Linked DNA regions of Ovis aries: region 1 is linked to region 2. A link is a contact called in public Hi-C data. All regions are on one chromosome and are shown on one strand. Each heading gives the region's core, a stretch centred on a gene start, on an enhancer-like site or on the middle of the called end of the contact. The rest is flanking DNA. Distances are from core to core; before and after follow the strand shown.

Region 1 (4,641 bases), core at 1,368-3,867, 880 kb before region 2:
AGTAAGTGTGGGATCAGTTTGGGTTTTATTTCAGATCCAGAGAAGTGAAAGAAAGGGGAAAAAAATGTGTAATTGATTAGACACGTGGCTCAGAGACAGCAAACTCGTGACAGTAACATAACTGGCTGAATTCTGAGGTATCTGGGAGTCTCCCCCTACAGACAGATTCCTAGACACTCGAGGAGGAGGGTCTTCCCTAAGCTCATAGCTCCTGAATCCTCACACCCTGCTGGACGATCCTCCACGCAGCTGCTGCATCGTCCTCATGTCCTTCCTGGTTATACGGTGGCACGTGTGTGGTGGGAGAAGGGGACAGGTGGACTGCAAAGAGGGGCAAGTTGCCCATGAGACAGGTTGGGACCTGGGATCCTTTGCTGCAGTGCTTGCACCTGACCACACGTCTTCTTGAGCAACAAAATACGCTGAAACTATAAGGGACTAAAAGTAACTGAGTGCTTGTACAATTGGAACAAATAATAGACAACAAGATACAAACGGACCAAAAAGCCCAACTGCCGCTTGTGAAGAGCCAGGAACAAAAACAGGGTGTTGGGACTGAAAGCAGGGTACTGCCTGTGCCCCCTGCACTCAATACCACCTAAGTGGGGGTAAATCACCTAAGCCACCTTTCAGGCCAGACCCCTGGACCTAGACCTACTCTCACCCTATATAAGGAGCAAGCTTGCCCCGCCACCCCACCCTTCACCCCTTAACCCTAACTTGGGGTGTGAACAAGAAAGGAAACTTATTACTTGTTTTTGACCACCCCCCCTTGCTATAGCAAGGGCCCCAATAGAGCCTTGCCTGAATTTCTTGCTGGGCCTCTTATCAATTTCTATTGATTAAGGAAGCCAAGAGGGCTTCCCTGGTAGTTCAGCTGGTAAAGAATCCACCTGGCATGCAGGAGAACCCGGGTCGATCCCTGAGTTGGGAAGATCCCCTGCAGGAGGGCATAGTAACCCATTCTAGTATTCTTGCCTGGAGAATCCCCATGGACAGAGGAATCTAGCAGGCCACAGTCCACAGGGTCATGAAGAGTCAGAAATGACTGAGCAACTAAGCACAGCACAGTACAGGGAGGCCAAGAACCCTGGTCAGTAACACATGGAAGAGACAGAGGTCCCCCCTAGAAATGACTCCTACATAACCCTTTCTTTCCTTTCAGAGGTGCAGAGCTGGGGAACATTTTGCCAACTCTGGGGAAGCAATGTTCTTTTGGAGCTCAGATTATTTTAACGACCGGCAAATGGATAAGCTTGAATGGCAATTCTCGAACTTTCTTCTGTCTCTGCCTTGCTTATATGCCCAGGACAATTTCATCAGGAACAGCTTTCGAGTAAACAGAGTTTGACTTCAGAGATGCTGGGATGAAGAGGAAGCTAGGAGAGTTGGGAAAAGCTGCCACATTGCACCGCTCTTGTATGCCCAAACGTTCCTTCTGAGACTCTCGTGCAGATGTTTAACTGCACAGGTTCACAGACTAAAACAAACCCCTCAGCGTGTTAAGAGGATTGTTGACTCTCGTCTTTAACACCTTCCAACGCACGCTGTCAGAACTTCCCACCACTATCTTGACACCCTTCCCTCTTAGAAATCAGTGGCTTCAGGAGAAAAACACACCCCAGTTAGTTATCACATTTGATGAAACACCTCACCCTGAAGTGTAAATATTTCGGGGGCCCCTCCTTTTGCAGAGATATTTGTACCACGTGGCTTTATTGCAGCCTCTTAAACGGTGGAATTTCTGATATCAGGAAGAACCAGATAAAGGGGATATTTTGGGAAAGAGAATTTCCCAAAAAGTCTAGTCCTCAAAAACAAACTGTTTTAGGACAATTGTGACAGTGATTTATTGAAGTAAAAAGGCTATTACTTTGTTCTTGCCATATAAAATGTCTATGTTTACTTAGCTTAGCTGATTTCCTGGTAGATGTGAAATACATTGACTGAACCCCATAGAAGAATGTTTATCTTTTTTTTTTTCCTTCTTTTGCAATATTACATATTCCCTGCTTCTTCCCCTTGGGTAGAAATTTTAAAAATATTTCACAGCTGCTTTGAAAACAGCTGTATAAATGCAAGACGTTAATAGAGAAAAATCAAAATATGCAGCAGGGCAAAATAAGACCAAAGTTATTAAACCATAACCTAAAGATAGTCAAAGGAAAATAGGCATACATGTTGAGTTCAAAACATATGTGATTTAATTAAAATTGAACTTGGGTTTTCAAAGAATGGCTAAGCAAAACAGCATGTCTGACACTTAAAAAATCTTAAATCATTCACACACACACACATACGCACATAATGTGGGCGCACACAGTCATTTCCTGAACCTTAAAAACAAGGAGGACTATGCGCGAAAACAAAATGAGGTCTTCAGGGCAAATGTCTAGTGAATTGCACAGAATATTTTAGAACAGTCCAGCCTGCCTGCCTTGTAAGTATCACATGCTGTTTATTCATAGTGATATCAATTAGTCATCCTTTTCCAATCCTGCCTAGGAGATTATCTACTTTATCACCCTGAGCAGTGGGCAAATAACACAGCAGAGGTTCCTGATGGCTGACTCTATCCATTTGTTTTCTGTTCATTCTTGGGACAGGAGAGTTATAAAGCTGTGTGTAGGAAATGCAGCATTTGTCCTGCACAAACTTCTTTATCTTTATTTGCCCCATTGCTGGCTACATTTTTGGTCTACTGGCAGCCAAGGGTCACATTTTCAAGAAGATAAATTTCATATTGGACCCGTTGGGAGCTGATGTCAGTGCAAATTTGTGCCAGGACCGATTCAAAATGATGGCAAAGAGGAAGTTCCTGTATTTTATTTCTGTATTATATTGTCCTGTTTTCCTGATAATGGAGCCAGGGAAGACATGGAACCAGGGTCAATTTTTCTGTCTTGTTCATCTCCCAACAACAGATAAAAACACAGGGCCCTCCCTGTTGGCCAAACTTCAGTCTGATGATCTGTGGGCTGTTCTGCAATCCTCAAGTACCAGGGGCCTGCATCCTTACCTGCAGGCCAGGCTTTGCTTGCTCCCTGGGAGACTGTTTCAGAGCAGAAGCATTGCATCCAGGATTTTACTGCCAGCAAAGGTCAAGCTCACTGTGTTGACAGAGGTACTTCCTGTCCGTTATCAGCTTGCCTGACATTTGATGTGTGTCCATTTTGTGTGTTCTCTGGAAGCCAAATGTCATAGCTCCAGATAACATTTTGCCCTAGTTTCCTCCCATTTCAGAATGAATTCAGGTTTTCTGGATGGGGAAGCTCAGTTCAGAGTCTGGGGGGAATTCCAAAGTCAAGACTGCTCTGTTTATGAAGTAATCCTAGTAACGTGTGGAATTTTCATCGCGCTTTTTTTTTCAAAGGCTAAATGTTTAAGAAAAATGCAGGAAACTGGCAATTAGAATCAATTCCCTTCATAACAAGAGCAGGATATCAGCTGAAAAATGTGTCCTTTAGCTGATTGCAGTGAAAGAAATCTGGGGAGTGTCCATGGAATACACAGCTTGACCTGGGGGTGACTCAAGGTACAGCTCTAATACATTAAGTCATATTTCAAAGGCTAGTTTGCACGCTGGTGTTTGGAATTCAGAACATGAGTTCTGATTAAATCCATGGTACAAACAAGGATCCTGGGTCAGGCTCCAAAATTCATAACATTCAAAATGTATTCTACTTGCAATTTACAAAATAAACAGTAGAAAACATTATGGAATAAGGTAAAATAGATTTTTTTTTAGCTACAAGACCATTTGTAAGCAATGAATTTATTATACCAAAGACTGACTTTGTAATACCAATTCCTACTCTCACCTCTGCCCTTTTAGTGATTCAATTAATTCAGCAAATATTTAATGAGCACCTCCTAGCACCAGGCACTGTTTTAGGGACAGAGAGCAAGACTGACACAAACCCCTGCTTTTGTGCAGCTCACATCCCAGTGCGGAGGAGAGAAAGAGAATCAAACAAAATTTAACTTATAAATGCTGAAAAGATTGAAGGTGCTTCCCAGGTGGCTTAGTGGCGAACCCCTGTGGAACCACCCCCAAGGTTAAGAAACAGACACGCCAGCTCCCCGTCCCACCTCTGAGCTTGCCCCCTCCTTCCTCTGGAAAGGTAAACCACCAGTCTTCTGACTTAACCACCTCCTTGCCTTTTTGTTTTAAAGAAAGAATGGTCAAAGGACCCTTGTGAACTCACCATCATTCAGTTCTAACAGTTATCAATGGCAGGCAAAGCATGTCTCCTCTAACCCCTAGTCCCTGGCCCTCCAAACCCAGCGAGGCTACTTAATTAACGTATGTGTTTGTATTGAGATAGAATCTACATGAGGTGAGATGCACAGATCTAAGGTATTCCACTCCAGGAGCTTTGACAATGGCTTATACGTGAACACACTGATATAAATGTTGAGCATGACCAGTTTGTTTTGCATCTGTGCAAACTTTCTTTAGTAACTAGAAGCTCAGAAGTGGGACTCCTGGTTTCAGTCCGCTGTTGGCCACATGGGGCAGTGCCCATGCAGCAGCCCGGCAGCCAGAGGAGGCCCTGAAGGCTGCTTATATGGATCTTTCTAAACGTTTTCTAAAGGCAGACGGCTCTCAGCTACCTACACCTCTCCCCTACCCCCCAC
Region 2 (4,232 bases), core at 1,296-3,795:
CCAAAGAGCAGGTCAGTGGTGAGGCCCAGGTTCAAACCCAGGCCTTTCTGCAGCCAAAGCCCAAATTCTTTCCACTGCATCATACACAAAATATTCCTCCAGTAAGAATTTATGGAATTATAAGAATATAAGGCCAGACAGGGCCTTGGAGACTCAGTAATTCAATACCTCACCGAACAGATAAGATCCAAGAGACACGAAGAAACAAGGTAAACGGTCTCCAAAGATGGCCACCAACAACCCTCCCCCCTTTGCACAAGCACGCTGTCATCCCACCAAGAGGACGAGGCTATTTTTTCTCTCTAGACCCAGTGATTTGCTGACCAACAGAATATGGTGGTGCCAGTGGTAAAGAATCTGCCTGCCAATGCAGGAGATGCAAGAAATACAGGTTTGAGCCCTGGGTTGGCAAGATCCTCTGGAGGAGGGCAAGACAACCCACCTCAGTATTCTTGCCTGGAAAATTCCATGAACAGTGCTATTTATACAGTCTATGCGGTTGCAGAAAGTTGGATCTGACTGCGCACGCATGCATATGGCTAGAGAATGGCAGAAGGAAGAGTCTGCCAGCTCCAGCGCAGCCCTTAGGAAGCCGAGCAGCTGCCAGCGTCATGGCCTCTGGAGGGCCAGCGCCTTGCTGTAAGGGAGTTCACGCTAAACAACTGAATGACGAGACACCTTGGGAAGAGAAAGGCACTGGGGAGAAGGAACTAACACGGGCGTGAAGTCCTCTTGAGCTTTCCAGCCTAGTGGGTATCTGAATGCATTCCAAATGAGTGACCTAGTCAATGCCATGTAAAGCAGAGAGACTGCCTACCTAGATTTTCTGACGCATGGAATTATGAAAAGTTCGGGGCTGCTTGGTTACACAGCTGTGGCTAACTGAAACAAAAGGTTAACTGACTTGCCCATAGTCAAGAACCAACAACAAGGATTTAAATCTAAGCCCTCTGGTTTCTGGCCCTGGCTACCCACCACCAGGGAAACTGACACAAAAAGACACACCCCAAAACCTGAGTGACCTGTGGTTTTGCCACAACATCCCATAAAGAGAGAGACCGGAACAAAATCACCGCACTCATTCGCTCACAACTCAGCTCTGCAGGGCGGAGTCTGCGTCACCTAACCTGCTGCTGTTTAAACTGGGACACATTTTCTCATGACAAACCACCTTGAGGAGTGGAGCAGGCCATCATCACCCTTGTCTGTGTCTCTAGTGCCTAACCCAGGGCCTTGCACACTAGGGATAAAGGAAGATCTGCTAACTGACACCTCACATATGAAAAGAATTAGACTAGTCCTCACCCCAAAGAATTATGAGAGCAAGAACAAGTAAGACACCCAGGCCAAGTCCCTCTAACACTGTACAGAATGTCACTGTAAGATAATCACCGCCTAAAGTGTTCTTTTCCCAAACACTCTGACAGCACTGTCTTTAATTATTACTTTGACACCCATAAGAAACTCTGTTAAACAGACAGGAATAACAGCACTATCACACAGCTGAAGAAATGGATGCTCAGAGGGGTAAACACAATTCAGCCAGTCATCCACGTTTCACAAGTGAGGTCATGACATGATATCAGGAACCCTGATCAAAAGTCTGAGGCTAATTTCATCTTCTAGGATACCTTCCTCAAAAATCTGAGGATCTAAATTTCAAGAAGTACTGTAAAAGAACCTAGAGTCACATGAAAAGGATACAAAGAATCACAGAAATTTATAAGACACGATCTCAATACTGACCCATAAGAGACAGTGCCTTTTTCAGGTCATGATAACTAGGATGTCCTATTCGGCACAGGCCTTGCCAGAACCTCTATGACACCAAATCTCTGTGAAACAAATGGCGTAACACTCTGCCTTACCTCAGATCACACTCGCAAAACACAGCATGTGCCTATTGCTGTGTAGAGTGACTATTACAAACTCATTCTTTCTTTGGTGTTTCTCGTAGTCCGAAAATCAGAATGTTATTGTCACATGCTGCTCACATGCAAAAAAGGGACGTATCCAGTGGCCTAGTTTCCTATATTACCTAATCATGGGTATTCCAAGAGGTCACAACCAGAGGAGCCCTGAAAAGGACACTAAAAATAGATGGACACTGTGTATCTTTACATCATTTGGCTAATGACTGGACTGCTGCACACGTGGGCCATTCAGGGAAGTGTCATCTCCATTCCCAGGGGTTCTGGAAGGCAACGACCCTCTGTGAGTCCCCACCCCTCAGCTCACTTCTTCAACTTCGCATCTCCAAAGTTCACAGTCACAATAACAATAAGGAAAGGTGAGTAGGAACTACAGTACTATAATAACACTGTGACTCCAAGGACTTTGCCCCAGCCGAATCCTTCCAGTCTTTACTGCCAGGACCAGGGTTGGGCTGGGGTCCCAAAGCCTTCCAAGGACCAAAGGGACGCTCACCCTCAGCCCCTCGCTCCGCTTCCAGAACCTGGAAGGGCGGCACGCCAGAGGCAGTCTTGCGTCACTGAGAAGGCTTTCTCCGCGGCCTCTGGGGATAGTTTGGATTGACTGCTTCCTACTGCTGTGGTTAACGGTTGTGTTTCCTGGTCAGGAGGTCTATGAGACAGCGATCTACACATCCACGGGCTAGCAGGCTATCGGTGGGGGTAAACACATAACTCCCAGGCTAACAAACATCGGCATTTAGGATGTCACGATCCTGTAGGAACGGGCCAGCAATTTTAGAAGCACTTGGGCTGCTGTGGTTTCTTGGATCGCCATGTCTGCTGAGCTGCTCGTGGAACAATGATGCCCTCTACAGCCCTCAGGGAGAATTCAAGGGACAGAATGAGCTCTTGTATCTGTGAGAGATCCTGAATCTGCTTTTCTACTAAGATTTTTTTTTTACACTAGCATAAGTTAATAATATACATGTGTTTGTATGCATGTTGGAAAAAAATTCAAGTACCATAGTCTACACAGTCTAACAGTAAGGTCCTAATTAAAATAAAACAAAATGATGTCCAAAGAATTAACATCACTATACTGAAACAATTTACTTTCCTAAAGGCCTCATAGAAGCAAACTCTATACAACGTCATTTTGGCTATTAACAAAGGCTATTTTCAAAAGAATCACTTAAAATATTTTCAAAGTGGAACTCCTAAAAGGAGAAACAGGTTGAGATGAATTTTTTTTGAAAGAAAAGAAATAAACCACAAATTGGAGATTATAACATTTCCTGTCTGGGACTGAAAAAAGACCAGTATGAAATAACTCTAAGCTTGAGTGACTTCCCTGTTCTCCGTAAGACATGAGGAAAGAAATTTCTCATTTTTGTAATAAGGAAAATGAGGGATACTGGGCGCCTCAGAAAGGTTCCAAATTACTCAAGGCAGATACACAAGAAGCACAGCACAGGTCCTTCATCTTGGGAAATGTTGCTAAGAGCAATATGCTGTGAGAGGGTGTGTATATAACACACGGCAGTGTGTACCTGCGCACAGTCAAAGGAACAACGTGAGAGGGTAATCAATGCAGGAAAAGTTTAGATCTTGTGTGAAAATAAAAGCAAGCCTTTGGTCAAGCCTGGGAAAAGTTGATGCGTACAGACTATGCAAGAAAAGGTGAGAGGGCACAGGAAGAGAGAAAACCACAGGCCAGATCTCTGCAGGAAATGCAAATTCATCAGTTTCATAGAAACAGGCGGACACGTTCCCAAGTTTCAAGATGAAAATATAGGTCAGAGTTAAAGAGGAAGGGGAAAAGAGTTATCAGAGTGCCTTGAAGTCAGCTGGCAAGTTTAGATTAGATCTCATTTAACAGAATTACTTCTGATCGCTTAGGCAAGGAAATAACATGGTAAAAATGGTGTTAAGAAAACATTACCCTGGCACTTCTCTAGAGGCACTGGAATGGCAGCACAAGAAAGGCATGGAGGTCATGCTGAGACCAGTGCAGAAATAGAAACAGCAAGGATGACAAAGGCTGAATTATAAGAAAAGGAGAGAGAAGCAGCAAGTCCAGGACACTTTGTTGAGGATGGATGCATTACACACAACGGTGAGGGAAGGACAAGGAGACAGCATAGGCTGGTAAGTCCAGGGACATCCAAAGCAAAAGCCAATTTAGAAGAAAACAGGATAAACTGAATTTTTAGTGTGCAGTTTCAGGGATCAATTTAGGCATAGACTTCAGCAGGCAGGTGGAAAGTTGAAACTGAAAAGAGGGTTTGAGAAGCCAGGATTGTATTTAAACACTGTCTA

What was found. Hi-C and Micro-C count contacts between places; a contact is called where the count stands out from the background.
Region 1: a contact with region 2 is called in a Hi-C map of tail adipose tissue, with 2.9 times the contacts expected there. The contact joins two enhancer-like sites. A contact is called at or near these places in 2 of 16 Hi-C or Micro-C datasets (skin fibroblasts and tail adipose tissue).

The regions. Positions count from the first base shown.
Region 1 is chr13:4,464,842-4,469,482 of ARS-UI_Ramb_v3.0, reverse strand. No RefSeq gene overlaps it. Among named protein-coding and RNA genes, the nearest start is that of TRNAV-UAC, 2.7 kb to the left of the region's middle. Within about 2 kb of position 2,617, at least 4 of the 54 cell types and tissues checked have an H3K27ac peak or open chromatin away from gene starts, as enhancers often do. A contact at or near this core is called in tail adipose tissue, where this site is marked.
Region 2 is chr13:3,585,789-3,590,020 of ARS-UI_Ramb_v3.0, reverse strand. All of the region lies in intron 2 of SLX4IP (SLX4 interacting protein), which reads right to left. Among named protein-coding and RNA genes, the nearest start is that of SLX4IP, 43 kb to the right of the region's middle. Within about 2 kb of position 2,545, at least 31 of the 54 cell types and tissues checked have an H3K27ac peak or open chromatin away from gene starts, as enhancers often do. A contact at or near this core is called in tail adipose tissue, where this site is marked.